Linked DNA regions of Sus scrofa: region 2 is linked to region 1. The links are chromatin contacts, called in public Hi-C maps. All regions are on one chromosome and are shown on one strand. Each heading gives the region's core, a stretch centred on a gene start, on an enhancer-like site or on the middle of the called end of the contact. The rest is flanking DNA. Distances are from core to core; before and after follow the strand shown.

Region 1 (2,806 bases), core at 178-2,677:
TCACGGCAACGCCGGATCCCCAACCCACTGAGCAAGGGATCGAACCCGCAACCTCATGGTTCCCAGTTGGATTCGTTAACCACTGCACCACGACGGGAACTCCAACCACTGCATTTTGTGTTTGAGGAAACTGGGGCTCAGAGAGGTACAATCAATTGCCAGAGAAGGCAGAAGGCAATAGAGATGAGACCAGAACTCTGGTCTATGTAATTGTAGAACTCAGGCTTTTAACGCCACTGCTAAACCCACAAACTCACATTGACTTGCAGGAGAATTATGGAGGAACTTTCTCCAAGGCACTGGCTTCCAGGGTGGTGGTCAGGTGCCTGGACATCCACAGCTGGGGCCTGGGGAGTGGCTGGCACCCAGCGTGGAGTCCTGCAGAGCCTGCTTCTTTCCTATTCTGCTTTCCCAGGCTTAGGCTCTGCAGGTACCAGCCAGGCGGTAGCCATGGCAACGGCTGGCGGTCCAGATGCTACTGAGAAAGTGCTCTGGATCCCTGAGGGTGAGGTCCAAAGCTGGTAGTAATCAGTCATTCCTTCAACAAATATTTACTGAGTGTCTACTACAGGCTAGGTACTGGCCATACAGCAGTGACTAAGAACCACTAGGTGCCTGTTCTCTTTCACATCATAATACAAAAATTCATCTTTTTTTTTTAGTGCTTTTCTATGTGTCAGGCCCCGTGCTAAAACTTTATGCATTTATTTTCTGCTTAATAACTGTCTCACCACCGCCTTGACAAAGGGCCTATTGGCCCCTCTATTTTACAGAGGAGAAAACTGAGGCTCAGAGAGGTTAAGCAGCTGGTCTGGGGTCACACAGCTAGTGCGAGGCAACCAGGCAAAGAAACAACTCCAGCCACTTGGACTTCCGGCCCCACTCCATCCATCTCCCAGCCCCTGGGGGCGATTTCTGACACCCCTGCGGCCAGCCTCTTGGCTAAGGGGACCTAACGGCTTCTCCAGCCTTGCCTGTGTGGAACAGCCCATTCGACAGAGGGAGGCAAGTGAGGCTCGGCGAACTGAAATGACTGGTCCAAAGTCACCCAGCTGGGCAGGGGCAGAGGTAGGATTCAAAGCCAGGACGCCACGGGCGGCTGGGGACGGAGCGAGCGCCGAGGGGAGGCGCCGGGGCCGCTCACCGATGGTGGTGATGACGGTGATGGCGAAGTAGAAGGAGCCGGCGAACTTCCACTGGCGGCCGGCGCGGTGCGGCTCGGCTTGCAGCGCCAGGCGCTCCAGCTCGCGGTAGTCTTCCGTGGAGAAGCCGTACTTCCTCCGCAACTCGCTCCGCTTCTGGGCCAGCAGGCGCTTGCGGCCGCTCTCCGCCTCCGACTCGAGCGCGTCGAAGACGGCAGCGCCCACCAGCAGGTAGGACAGAATGCACAGGATGAGCGCGGCGGTGCGCAAGCTCTGCTTCCTCATCGCGGAGCCCGGGGCCCCGCTCTCGGGCCCCACAGCTCGCCCGCCGCCGCCGCCCCGTCCATGCGCCCCGACGGCTGCCTGGCGTCGGCGGAGCCAGGGCTGCGGGAGGCTGGGGTGCGGCTCTCGGGGGCGGGGCCCGGGCTCCCAGGGGCGGGGCCTCGATAGGGCGGGACGAGGAGCAGCGAGCGGGCTCCTCCAGGTGCGGCCTCCCTGCCGCCTCCTGCGCATCTGTCTTGACCTGGTGGTGCCCCGGTGCTAATACATCTGCAAATAGTGACAGTTGGAGCAAAGCTCCCAAAGCCCAGGTCTGCAGGGGCCCTGCCTCCCCCGCTATGTCGTCCTGTGACCTTGGGCAAGTCATTCCTTCCTTTGATCAGTCATTCAACACATATTTACCCAGCACCCACCGGTGTAGAGAGTCCTGGTGTAAATAGAGCTGATTATCCTAGGAAGGAGGGTTGGCTCGAAAGCAAACAAAACAAAAAGATAATTTAAGACAAGTGTGAAAAAGAAGGAACACATCGTTTCTTGCGCGAGTTGGGGTGGGAGGGCACTGCCAGCTAAGGTGGTGGGAGACAGCCTCCCAGAGGAGTGACTGGAGCTGGAGCGTCCAGGCAGCAAGTGCGGGTCCTTTAAGCACAGCAGCCAGTGTGTCTGGAGCCACAGTAATTGGGATGCTGGGGGACGGGGCGGTGGAAGGAAGACAGAGTCCATTTCACACAGGGTTTCACAGGGCCTCCTGAAGGTTTATTCTTCAGTATAGTAGAAAACCCCAGAAAGGCTGGAAGCAGGAAAATAAACACCAATGATCTGATTGACATTTAAAAAAAAAAAAAGGGGCACTCTGGCTGTCACGTGGAAAAGGGACAGTGGCTGAGAGTGGAGGCAATTTGGAGACTCTTGTCATCCAAATGCATGCTGAGGGTGGCTTGGAGCACACGGTTCATGAGTCCTGGTCGTGAACACAGCTGGAACCAATGAGGTCTGAGGTCAAATTCCAGCTTGTCCCCTTTCTAGCTGATTCCCTGTGGACAGAAAACATCTGCTTCTCTGTGCCTTGGTTTCCCATCTGAGAAATGGGGGTGATGGTCATGCCCACCTCCTAGGACCATGTCAAGCATTATAAAAGACACCGTGTGTCCCTTTCCAGGTACCCAGTAGCTACCTTCCCTCCCTTTTTTACAACAGACGGTCACCGGCAGGTGTCAAGAATTCTTTTTCCAGAAGCAAGGCAAGACCGAGACTCTGGGGTGCTGTCCGCACTATGCACGCTTAGAGATGTTGCTAAGGGACCCCTCACTTCTCAGTGTGGGAAGCCGGGCTGCGGAGAAGAGACCCGATTTGCCAAGTCCTCACAGCTGAGCAGTGGCTGAGTCAGG
Region 2 (2,784 bases), core at 214-2,713, 120 kb before region 1:
AAAGAAAGAAAGAAAAAAAAGAAAAAGAAAGAGATTCTCGATACGTCCATTTTTATTTATCATTGTGTTTAAGTGCAAAAATAAGAGATTTGAAAGGAAAAAATTTACAAACATGGTTACCTATGAGGTATTCAGTGGGCCATGTGGGAGGACGGAACACAGGTAAAAGAAATATTTTGGTTTTTCACTCCACTGTAAAAACAGAACAAAACAGAAAAAACAATATTGTAAGAATTATGACAAATGGCTTTGTTGAGAGGCTTCAATGCTGAGACGGCACAGGGCATTCTGGGAATTGTGGCCAAACGGGGAAACGCTGCTCTCGGTAAACTAGACCCCGTCACAGGGGTGAGGAAGTGCATCCGTGTTGCTGGATTTCCAAGTTGCCAAGAGGATAGAAATCTGGACTTTTACTTGAAATCTCTCTCTTTTCTTTCTTTCTTTTTTTTTTTTTTTTTTTTTGGATGCAGCATGCAGCAGCTTGTTGCAGGATCTCAGTTCCCTGACCAGAGATGGAACCGGGGCCGCAGCAGCGAAAGCATACATTCTAACCCCCAGACCACCAGGGAACTCTGTGAAATCTCTTGATTTTGAATTTTTGGCAATGAATGCAAAAAAACCCTGAAAAACCCTGCATAGGCCCAAACGCTGCAGGCCAAATAAAACAGGATTCTATTTGAGGGTCAGATCGGAGCCAGGGGGTCCAGTGCATGAGCTCCAGCCCCAAGGGAGAGACAGATGGGTGTATGGGCAGATTTGACACAGCCTGATACGTGCAAAGACTGAAAGACGTGATGCAATGCGGCAGAGGCGGGAAGCGGGCGTGGGGGAGGGGGCCTTCGAGGAGGAGGTGGTGTCAAATTTGAGTCCTGGGGGTTGGGGGGGGGGCACTCAGCAGACGGAGGAACTGGGGCGGGGGCCAGTCCAGGCAGAGGTAACAGCCCAGGGGAGTTCCGTGCTGGGCTGGAAAAGCTCAGGTATCAGGTGGGGGTGGGGAGAGGGGGAGGGGAGGCTGGGCAGGAGCCCAGGGCCCCCCCTGGGGAATGGCCTCGAGCGCCTCGTGGGTCTGTTCAACCATTTCCTAATTTTCCCACATTATAATTTCTGCTGTTTTGAAAAGAAAACCAGAGGTTGTTTTCTGTGCCCAAAACACCAACCATTTCCTGGGATAAAAAGAAGCCCCTTGGGCTCTCAAAGTTGGCAAATCTCCACCCCCAACCGCTCTGGCTCTCGCCCTCATGTATGTTTCACTCTCACCCCTAGAATATTCAAGAAAATAAATACGTTTGACCTTTGTCAGAACACCTTGGACTTGCCAGCAGAAAAAGAAACAATTTGCACAGGAGGAAATGTTTCAATGCCTCCCAAATGGCTCTCTTTTCTCTTATGCCCAGAGCCAAATGCACTTAGGAATCTGAGACTGCAGGGGTGGGCCGCAGGGCTCTGGGCTGGAAGTCAGGAGCCGGTTCTCAGCCTGGCCACAAGGCCTGACTCCTCCGTTAAGACCAGGTCACACAGGCCCAAGGGCAGCACAAGCAGGTATGTTCGATGGTCTCCCAGAACCTTCACCACCAAGGAGTTCCCTGGTGGTCTAGTGGTTAGGACTCAGCATATTCATGGCTGCAGCCTGAGTTCAATTCCTGGACAAGGAGCTGAGATCCCACATCAAGCTGCTGCTCACTGCAGGAAAAAAAAAAAAAAAAATCAATAATCAGAAAACCTGTGGTCCTCGGATCTGGTTCAGGCAGACTGTGAGGTGGAAGACCATTAAATAGGAAAGGAACATTTTCTCGAGACAGTGAATGAGAATTCCTCTTGTTTCACATCCTCACCAGCATTTGATGCTGTCAGTGTTTTGGAATTGGGTCATTTATTTTTTTACCTTTTGGCATTTAAGGGCCGCACTTGCGGCATATGGAGGTTCCCAGGCTAGGGGTCAAATCAGAACTACAGCTGCTGGCCTACTTCACAGCTGCAGCAACACCAGATCCGAGCCACATCTTGGACTTACATCACAGCTCATGGCAACACTGATCCTTAACCCGCTGAGTGAGGCCAGGGATGGAACCTGAACCCTCATGGTTACTAGTTAGGTTCCTTTCTGCTGAGCCACAATGGGAACTCCCTGGCCATTTTTTTTTTTTTTTTTTTTTCTTTTTTGGCCACACCTGTGGCATGTGGAAGTTTTCAGGCCAGGGATCAAATCCAAGCCTCAGCTGCAACCTACACCATACCTGCAGCAACACCTTAACTTACTGCGCTGGGCTGGGGATTGAACCCATGCTGCTGCAGAGACAATGCCAGATCCCTAAGCCACTGCGTCACAACTCCAGAAGTTTTTAACCTTAATGAATTTCAGTTTATCAATTCTTTCTTTCATGGACTGTTCCTTCAATGTTATATTTTGAAAGATATTACCATACCCAAGGCTAGCCCCTGTTAGCTTGTAGGAGTTTGGGGCATGCATAGTTTTTTAAAAATTTAATTTAATTAAAAAAAATTGTTGGCCATGCCCACATCATGTAGAAGTGCCCGGGCCATGGACTGAACCCACACCACAGCAGTGATCTAAGACACAGCAGTGACCACGCCAGATCCTTAACCACTATGTCACCAGGGAACTCAGAGGGACAAATAGTTTTCATCTAGCCTGTGGCTTTTGTCCCCCCTCCAATTGGTTTCCAATAATGCCCTTGGCTTATTGTCTTCTTACAGTCTTGGCAGTGTTAACATTCTATAACCTTCTCTTCCTTATCTTGCTAAGAAGGCAATTTCAGCCCAGCA

Evidence for each region. A called contact is a pair of places that touch in the nucleus more often than the background predicts.
Region 2: a Hi-C map of epiblast stem cells shows a contact between it and region 1, with 2.1 times the contacts expected there. The contact joins the enhancer-like site here to the promoter of KCNK15 in region 1. A contact is called at or near these places in 13 of 47 Hi-C or Micro-C datasets (alveolar macrophages, brain, embryonic fibroblasts and 8 more).

Annotation. Positions count from the first base shown.
Region 1 is chr17:47,160,109-47,162,914 of Sscrofa11.1, reverse strand. KCNK15 (potassium channel subfamily K member 15) reads right to left here and starts at 1,427. Exons shown (of 2, transcript XM_003483962.4): 1 at 1,145-1,427. The coding sequence starts at 1,427.
Region 2 is chr17:47,282,135-47,284,918 of Sscrofa11.1, reverse strand. No RefSeq gene overlaps it. Among named protein-coding and RNA genes, the nearest start is that of YWHAB, 14 kb to the left of the region's middle. Within about 2 kb of position 1,463, at least 4 of the 83 cell types and tissues checked have an H3K27ac peak or open chromatin away from gene starts, as enhancers often do. A contact at or near this core is called in epiblast stem cells, where this site is marked.